2 separate regions of the Ovis aries genome follow, and region 2 is linked to region 1. The links are chromatin contacts, called in public Hi-C maps. All regions are on one chromosome and are shown on one strand. The core of a region is the stretch at or near the end of the contact, and the rest is flanking DNA. Distances in the headings are between cores, read along the strand shown. Region 1 overlaps PDLIM5 (PDZ and LIM domain 5). Region 2 has its middle 45 kb from the start of PDLIM5.

The links. A called contact is a pair of places that touch in the nucleus more often than the background predicts.
Region 2: a contact with region 1 is called in a Hi-C map of omental adipose tissue, with 4 times the contacts expected there. The contact joins two enhancer-like sites. A contact is called at or near these places in 13 of 16 Hi-C or Micro-C datasets (blood, hypothalamus, liver and 6 more).

Annotation. Positions count from the first base shown.
Region 1 is chr6:30,657,043-30,662,030 of ARS-UI_Ramb_v3.0, reverse strand. All of the region lies in intron 9 of PDLIM5 (PDZ and LIM domain 5), which reads left to right. Among named protein-coding and RNA genes, the nearest start is that of PDLIM5, 160 kb to the left of the region's middle. Within about 2 kb of position 2,915, at least 7 of the 54 cell types and tissues checked have an H3K27ac peak or open chromatin away from gene starts, as enhancers often do.
Region 2 is chr6:30,860,386-30,865,373 of ARS-UI_Ramb_v3.0, reverse strand. No RefSeq gene overlaps it. Among named protein-coding and RNA genes, the nearest start is that of PDLIM5, 45 kb to the right of the region's middle. Within about 2 kb of position 2,308, at least 5 of the 54 cell types and tissues checked have an H3K27ac peak or open chromatin away from gene starts, as enhancers often do.

The DNA of each region.
Region 1 (4,988 bases), core at 1,666-4,165:
TGTTCAGATAATGGGTAAACTGGAAGTTTTGATACAAAGAAGCAAGACTTTTAAGTGGTACTCAAACTTATCCTTTGCTTACAACAATAGAGTCAAATATCTCTTGTTAATATCATCAGATCTCTTGGCAGTGATACAAGTAGGGATATTGAAGCAGTACCACATGCATGTTAAGAAAATGTACATACACATAATAGTCATTTAAATGTGAAAGATAAAACAACCAGACAGTGTTAATTTAAGGGATTTTTAAAAGTTAAAAATATATATATATATAGAAAACAAGATGTTGTCAAGGATTATTATTAAAATAATAAATGCTGGTTGTTGAAAGATATTAACAGGCAAACAAAAATCACTCGAACTCAGAAATAAATACTGGAGAAGTTTATGTTTATTTACCTTCTGGAGAAGATTGAAGCCCAGGTAGAAAGTTTTTCTTAATGTACTCCCTGAAATGGGCTTAAAACTCAGCATTCAAAAAACTAAGGACATGGCACCATCACTTCATGGCATATAGATGGGGCGACAGTGGAAACAGGGACAGACTTCCTTTTCTTGGGCTCCAGTATCACTGCAGATAGTGAATGCAATCACGAAGGGTAAAAGTCACTTGCTCCTTGGAAGAAAAGCTATGACAAACCGAGACAGCATATCAAAAAGCAGAGACATTACTTTACTGACAAAGGTCTGTCCAGTCAAAGCTATGGTTTTTCCAGTAGTCATGTATGCATGTGAGAGTTGGACCATAAGAAAGGCTGAGTGCCAAAGAATTGATGCTTTTGAACTGTGGTGTGGTGTTGGAGAAGACTCTTGAGAGTCCCTTGGACTGCAAGGAGATCCAACCAGTCCATCCTAAAGGAAATCAGCCCTGAATATTCATTGGAAGGACTGATGCTGAAGCTAAAGCTCCAATACTTCTGCAACCTGATGAGAAGAACTGATTGACTAGAAAAGACCCTGATGCTGGGAAAGATTGAAGGCAGGAGGAGAAAGGGACGACAGGATGAGATGGTTGGATGGTATCACTGATTCAATGGACATGAGTTTGAGCAAGCTCCGGGAGATGGTGAAGGACAGGGAAGCCTGGCATGCTGCAGTCCTTGGGGTCACAAAGAGTTGGACACAACTGAGTGACTGAACAGCAAATAGGCTATAAATCACTGAGAGAAAAAGACTAAGTATTTAGAGAACTTATAGATGAGATTTGCTAAGTAATATAATTTTTTTTTTTAAGTCTGGAGAACGGAGAAGAAAGAAGACCGGGAACAGAAAATACGGTGCTAGGTTTTAAAAACGAAAAAAGTCAGCTTCTAAGCTATAAATTAGTTTGAACTCGAGGTCACCTGAAAAAAAAGGCCTGGAAAGCATTCTTAAAAACCATCTAGTGAGCACTGAGACGAGGAGGGCAGGATTGCTGTGACCCAGAATTAAGTTCTAAAGAAACACATCACACCCTACTAACCCATTTTGGATAGATTGGGGGAGATCTTAATTTTAATAGTTATCAAAAGCTTTTATGATCCTCTTGAATTTAATGGTAAAATGAGGCTAATGATTATCAAGTAGATTCATAACAGGTTGAAGGAGTTTAATGAAAGGACATTGTTTGGAGATGAGTCAGTGGCTTGGATGAAGACCCCTTCTACAGCTGACTGCCTTAATTTGTAGCTAATATGAAGCAGGAAGGTATAGCAAGTATGTTTCATAACCAGATCTTCCTCAATAATATATTGGCCATGTAGGAAAATGGACCAAATCTAGATTTTTTTTTAAAGGAAGGAAAGAAATTTGATATGGTTATGTGCAGTATAGATCAAATTATTTGCTCTTCTTGAACATATTGGGAGGAGTGGGATAAAGTTATCAAAAAACAAATATCTGAAGAACTAGGGATTTTGGAGGAAAATGAACCCAAGATGACTTTGCCACTTCACATGGCCTCTAAAATTATAAGCAAATAATAGTTCTGTTCTGTGCTAGTAAACTCTCATGTGCATATTATGTTTAATGTTTATTATGTTTGCTCTTTGACGGTTATATAGCCAACCCCAACAAAATCAACTGAAAAATCATGGGACATTTAAGCGGTCTTAGGGTCAGAGGCAATGATATAAGTGCTTGTTTTTAGCTGATAATATGAGCTAGTTCCTTGACTAAAGTCCATAGCCCCATCTTCTTCCACAAACACTCTCCCTTAGACTGAGGCCTCATAGATGGCTGTGGAGATTGATAAGCAACTGAGTAAATAAATGCCAGGCCATTTATTGCCTTGTGTATAACATTAAGGGGTTTAGATTCTTGTCACAAATAAGAAACCAAATATAAGATTTTAATCATGGGAGTAACATCTGATGTCAGTTTTTAAAAGATCATTCTGAATACTATGGAAACTTAATTATAAAGGAGAAACAATGAAAACAGAAGGCTAGTTCTGTGTGTTTTCTTAATTCAGGCAAGAGGTGATAGTCACTCAGGCCGTGAAAGTTCTAATAGAGCTGTAGAGACTTGAACTGGTTTATATTTTAGAGGAAGAACTGGCAGGGGTTTAGAAATAAGGGGGTTGTTGATGGTGGATAATGGAAAATTGCCGAGTCAGTGAATTTGGTAAGCATTAATTCAGTTGGTAAAAGTCAGTGAAATTGCCGAATCAACTCAGTACAGTAAAAAGGCTAAGGGAGTCAAAATGTAGAGGAGTGAGTTGCGGAAAAGGGTGTTTAAAACAGAGATTTTAGACATGTTAGACTTGCTGATGGAAAGTAAAGGTTATGAATTCTGGAGTGCGTGGTTGTGGCATTCCAGGCCAGTGACCTAACTGTAGAGGGATTATCACTGAACTGAAGAAGTTAGAGAATGCAGCAGTCTGATTATTTAGTGACTCAGCATGATAACATTGAGGTCATCAGGAAGATTGTTGGAATGGGGTAAAGAGAAAGACAGTGAGCCCGGGGCTAAAGCCGACAGTGGGCAGGGTTAAGGCCAGACAGTGAATAGGTGCGGAGTCAGCGGTGTAGTCTAATGACCCAGGCCCCGAAGCACTCAGCATATTGCAGGATCAAAGATGATTGATGGTGTAAAAAGGAAGCAGAAGGACACTTGCTCCATCTCTAGGTTTATAAACTTATGCAGTATGAGAAAAAAGGGACTTCTGGGGGACAGCAGGCACATCTAGAATGGCAGAGGGTTTGTGAGGTCTGAGAGGTATGGGAAATGGATCAGATCAGGAGACATAGAACAGTAAAGAAATGAGAGTTCAGAAGATGATGGATGGATGACTCAATAGGTAGTATTTGTGGCAGGTAAACAGAGATGGGAAGTATGGTGGACTTGCTCCTTGGGGTCTGTTACGGAAAAGTGGACATTAGACCATAAATACCATGAGAACAGGAAATTACAGTGGGCAGCATACATGGTGTGAAATGGGACTTCGAATAAGATTTTGTGGCTGAATGAACGAATGGATGCAATGAATGATTGAATGGGAGAGCTCAGGATGTGTGATCCAGAATATTTAGCCAGAGAGCATGTGGCCAGTGGCTTCTGTTCTCTAATGCTGGAAGAACATTCTCGCTAGACATGGGGCGGTATAGTGACTTTCCCAGGATACCTGGTTTCTCCAAGGACTCATACTGGGTGGCTGTTGAACATGGCATTCAGAAAGATTTATTTATATTTTCAAATAGATAACAGATTGACTCAACACTATTGAATCATACATTATTTTAATCTGGATTTGGAAAAATACTTTCATCGTAAATTCTTTTTATAATATTAGGATTATATTACGACTACAAAATGGCATATTTTTGCCCCATACAAGAAATTGTTCCTAACTATATAGTAGAAATCATTGAAATCACTAATAGGGATGATTCAGTGATGAAACTGATGATGTGCAGTGAGAGGAGCTAAGGTTAGTGCAAAGTACCTTGCTGTTAGTGAGGGAGATGGACTTTTATCAGGAATAGTTACAAGTGATTTCTAAGTTGGTATTATACCTTAAAATCTTTATATTATATTGGTATTTTTATAGACATTGTGCAAATATATACTCATTCTTTATCTATGTTATCTTTAGACCCCATGCTATATTTTCTCTAAAGAGATCAAGAAATATAGATAACTAAAGACTTCAAAATCCTAAAGGATAGTGCCGTCAACGTGTTGCGTTCAATATGTCAGTAAATCCGGAAGACCCAGCAGTGGCCACAGGGCTGGAAAAGGTTAATCCTCTTCCCAGTTCCCAAGAAAGGTAGTACTAAAGAATGCTAAGCTTCGGACAGTCGCACTCATCCCCCATGCTAGTAAGGTCATGCTTAAGATCTTGCATGCTAGGCTTCAGCATTATGTGAACCAAGAACTTGCAGTTGTCTAAGGTGGGTTTAGAAAAAGAAGAGAAACCAGAGATCAAACTGCCCACATTCGCTGGATCATAGAGAAAGCAAAGGAATTCCAGAAAAACATCTATCTCTGTTTCATTGATTACGCTAAAGCTTTTGACTGTGTGGATCAGAACAAACTGGGGAAAGCTCTTAAAGAGATGGAAATACCAGACCACCTTACCTGTCTCCTGAGAAACCTGTATACGGGTCAAGAAGCACCAGTTAGAACCCTTTATAGAACAAATGGATGGAGGTCAGGATGGAGAAAAGAGTACGACAGGGCTGTCTGCTGTCACCCTGTTTGTTTAACCTATACGCTGACTACATCATGAGAAATGCTGGGCTGGATGAGTTACGTGCTAGAATCAAGATACGCAGGAGAAACAGCAACAACCTCAGATATGCGATGATGCCATCCTAATGGCAGAAAGTGAAGACGAACTAAAGAGCCTCTTGATGAGGGTGAAGGAGGAGAGTGAAAGAGCCAGTTAAAACTAAACATTAAAAAACCTAACATCATGGCATCTGGCCCCATTACTTCCTGGCAAATAGAAGAGGGAAAGCTGGAAGTAGTGACAGGTTTCCTCTTCCTGGGCTCTAAAATCA
Region 2 (4,988 bases), core at 1,059-3,558, 200 kb before region 1:
AATTCTGGGGTGCACATGCATTTGTGGGCCCTTGGCAATAGATAAGACATTCTGGAATTTGAGGCCGATAGGTTGGGAAATACTGATCCCAGATGACCTTCATTTCTGAGATTCAAAGAGATTAACCAATTTGTACAAAATGACACAATTAACTAAAGCTAGAGCTCTAGAGCTAAAATACAAATCTTTCTATCTTTGTCTCATGCAATTTCCACCATCCTGGAGCTACAGGGGAAAGTAAAGTTATGAAAGAAGATTCCGATGGTAATTCAGAGATCTGTATTTTCAAGCAAATCTACCAGCCAAGTGCCAAGAGCACTACTATAGTTTATATCTGGAAACTCAGAAGGGTGCTCAGGAAACTTATAAATAGAATGGTTACAAATGGTTTGATGTCGGCCTTAAGACATAAATAATATTTAGCAGGTGTCAAACCAAAGCCTTGTTCCATTTGATATTTTCATCAGTGACCTAGATAAGACATTGGCAATCCAGACAGCCAAAATCTCTCAAAAGAATTTTACATGTTAGGAAACCTTCTAGTGTCTCCTGCCCACAAATTGTTACTTCTCTTCTCCCATAATCAATTCCCATTTCACTCCCATGGCTCAATTGATCTCACCTAGGGGTTAGATTATTTAATTAATTACTACCAAACTGTGAACAACTACTATAACAGCTCTTCTAAATGTCTTGCTGCTGCTGCTAAGTCGCTTCAGTCGTGTCCAACTCTGTGAGACTCCATAGACGGCAGCCCAACAGGCTCCCCTGTCCCTGGGATTCTCCAGGCAAGAACACTGGAGTGGGCTGCCATTTCCAGTATTCTAATAGTAGTAGTGGGTAGAGATAAACACCTCTGTGCTGTGTACTGGCTAGAACATTTCTTCTTGCCAAATATAACCATAATTCCTCTAAACTTAACATTTTTGAGAAAATTCTTGAAAAATTCCAAATCAGAACACTTTCTCTTGTTGAGCCTGAACTAGACCTCTAAACCCTTCTTAATGTGATTCTCCATAGCAAGTGATCAATGGCCATGATAAACACAGGCAAGGAAACTTAGTTGCCATTTCTGAGCTATATAATGTGAGTATATTCCTGGTAGAGAATGGTATTTTATACTTGTCTAAAACCCCCACCCCTATAGCTCATTGTATTTTTTATTTTATTTTACTTTACAATACTGTATTGGTTTTGCCATACATTGACATGAATCTGCCATGGGTATACATGAGTTCCCAATCCTGAACCCCCCTCCCCTTATAGTTCATTTTAAAAATAAATTCTTTTGTTTGTTTGTTTGTTTTGTTTATGCTCTCCAGTTCTTGTTACTTACAGTGCTGAAGATTAAAGAAAAATAACATGGCAGCAGCTTTGATTTATATTAAAGAGAAAGCAGATCCTTCTTCAGGGCCACTGAGATCTAAAAATTATTCCTGGAAGTAACCAAAATGCTTGCAATGGTGTGAAATCATGTAAAGTGAAGTTTTAGCCATATATAGTGCATTCCTAATGAATACGCTATTACTACTATTTTTTTAGATGACACCAATTTGAGGGGAAATAATCCACAAACAAGTGTTTACAAATGAGGCTACTTAGGAGCAACCACAAGTATCTGACAGGTCATGAAAGTAAACTATCTCATACAGAGTTTGCTGTTAAAAATATTTCAGTGATGTATTTTTATAGGCAGGCGAGGGAAAATGTCCATAAATAGCACTAGGAAGTTCAGCCAAGAACTTAAGTTGCCAACGAAAGTATTAAATTGACCATCATTAGAAATATTTCAAATTTGGTTAATACTTAAAAGGCAAACGTAGTAAGAAACTGAATTATTGTAGTTTTTAAGTTTGCGGCATGACCTGGTCTGTTATGTTGTATTTTTCTAATTTTTCCATTTTCCCCCCATTTTCACATCGTATGATTTTCTTCATCCCAAATTCTATTTTCATTCAGTTCTGAATTAGTTGCTTTATTTCTTTTCTATTCCAAAGTATAGATTTTTTTTAAACCTTATGCCACCAACTTTCCCTTCTGCATTTCAAATCTTCACTGGCAGTCAATTTCTTTTTAAGGAAAAACTTTTAAAGGGGTGTGGTGGTTTAGGAGGCAGAACTTCACCTTTCTGACACTGGAAATCCATATCAATAAGATGCCCTTCATCCTGACTCCCCTGAGTGTCAAAACTGTTGGCATTTGACCATGAACTATGACTTGGCTGCTATGATCTCTAATTCTAACTCAGGTTTGTGAAGTTTCACAATTTTTTCCCTTGAGAACAGCCAATGCTGAGCTGGCACAATACAAGCAAGCACAGATCTTTGACGAGCACGCTACTTAAGTCCATATAAGGAATACGGTCCTTGGTTACGGGGAGCTCCTCCTAATTCAGTAGCAACCATGGGAGCGAGGGAGAGGCTTTGGAACCTCTCTCTGAGAGCCTTCTCTCACGTCAGTTTGAGAAAAAGCTAGAAGGAAACATCTCAGACATTTCTGACAACATTTCTGAAAGATAGTCTGATTCATGGTGACTTCTAAACTTACTAAAAATGGGAAACATTTATATACAGAAAAGAACCATTTAATTGAAGTTACCTGCCTGGCTATAAATTTACAAATTAGAAAGTTTCTTCAATCAAAATCATAGGTGTTTCAGCTCCCTCCTGTGATGAATTTAGAAGAATCACTTTTTTAACCCTTCATTAATTCCTGGGCTTGCGAATGAAACAACAGACAAAAGAACGGAGTGGAAGCTCAGAATCAGGATCAGGGCTTCACCTGAACCAGCTTCCTAGGCTTTTTGATTTTTAAAAGCCACTTCATATGGATTTTCTTTAGACACAGACAGTATTTCCCCATGTCTAAAACTGTACATTCTTGTCCTCACTAACGTAATCTTTAACATATTAAACTTGCAGCTTCTCGCTTACATTTCTCCGGGAGGAGGTGTGCCTCCACCCTCACATTTCTTTCCTAGTTACTTAGCTAACAATTTTAGGGAATACGTTAAATTTTAATGTAAAAACACCCTTCTCCAAATTCTTCCTACAAATAACTGGTGTCGTCTCTTCTGATGCTCTACCACTGAAAGCTACAATAGAGGTTAAGTGTTGACCAAAGGCCCCTTTTCCTGTTTTCCTCACAGTTATCGATGTTTCTAATTCTTCCTGGGAATTTCAGTGTAAACAACAAAGAGTTTGCAGGGATTTTCATAACATGTTCCTTGAAACCTTGGAGTCGCATAAACATCTCTAGGCTTATGTAGAGGGATGCAGAATGATCACAGCTGGATTTAATTTATTTTCCTTTTTTTTTTTTTCCTGTAGCCTAACTTAACAGGATTGAGGTTTAGGGACATGGAAAATGAGCCTTATGATTTGGCAACACTGCTCAAATGACTGAAACTCGGTTGAAGAAGACCATTTCACGACTCACTGCCAGTTGTTTTGGGACACAGTTGCTATCTTAGAGTGAGTTATGTGAATCTTTAAAACACAGTAAGGACAAGTAACTGGTTTGCTTTTGGCAAAGCTTAATCATTTATTACAGATGACAGAAGTGAAACTAGTGAGGCTCCTCAGTGTTGCTTCTGTTCTTTATGTTTGCCTTTGGCAAGTATATCAAAGGTTAATTTTAACTAATCCTTTGGAATTTTAATTGCCCTTAAAGGTACTACCAGTTGATTAGAAAATGGTACTGTCGGTTGTGAATGCAGCTTGTTTCACACACAAAACATGCCTGGCAAACAATACTGGGAACTGAGCCAAGAAATGTCACTTCTCTCACTTTATGCTTCCATAATAAGTCTCCATCCCCAAATGCTTTCCCTGGTTCCATCCTCTGACTAATCCACCCACTCCAAATCTTTCCTGTTTACACTGTGGAAGAATGGTATTTTTAAAAAACACGCCTTAGCAAAACAACCCAATAGAGCTTTGCACATAGGGACACATAATAAATGTCATTTTGAAAATCTTTTGGAATGGATATTCTTTTATGAATGTCATAGATCATGGAAAGAAATAACTCAAAGCTAAACCCAGCAACTGACTCTCCATGATGAAATTGCTACTCTCAGAGATCTGGAACTCGAGTGTAAGATTTAAACTCTTGAAGATTTTACCTTAACTAACACACAGGTTACTGAATCCTAGGTTACACTGAAGCACTACCAGCACTTCAGAAAAGTTGGTCCTGATTCATCAGAACCTTTGACTTAGTTTGTGGAATTGATCCTCCCCCAATCTGGATTACTGAACTCCCTAGGAGACATTATTAGGCATGAGCAGGAGTTTATAAAAAGTAACTATTCACTCACAGAGTAGTTGCCAATCATTTCCTTTATTAAAAAAAAAAGAACTGCCTTCAACTAAGAAGTCCAGAAATATCTTTATGTGATAGTACCTGAAAAAGAGTCAATTTAGAGTTAATTTTACTTTCTTCCCTTTGTGGAAATTTGAGAAACCATTATACCTTTTAAAACCATCATGTAGGTCTTCATAAATCAGGACTGGTTTGGATGTTTCTTTAGAGGCATTGATATGATTGTTTTCATTTTCTCCCTACGGAGGAAGCAGTCTTCATCCTGTGGTTTCAGCAAACATTTAGAGAGACTCAAATAACTTGTCTTGTTCTCCATATCCAGCTTAACTCCAGTACAGCAAGATATTACCATCTCTGAAGCAAGCTGACCTTGGCAAACACATACTTGGTTATATTAGTGTCAGTACCCACCCAATCGAATACTCCATCATCATATTTGATAGTTCCATGACTGTCCTGATGTTATTCCATAACAAGACCTCAAAGTAACTGTCCCAGTTGGATTTTGCCTCTCTTACCTTTGTGGTTGCCACAGTCTGTTGGTTCTCTTTATAGGCATCTCTTTGACTGGGAGCAGTTACTTTTACAAGCCTTTGTAATTCACCACTTAACTATTATAATCTCTTGACCCTCGGCTTCTCTCCCCTTTAATTACCCTGAAT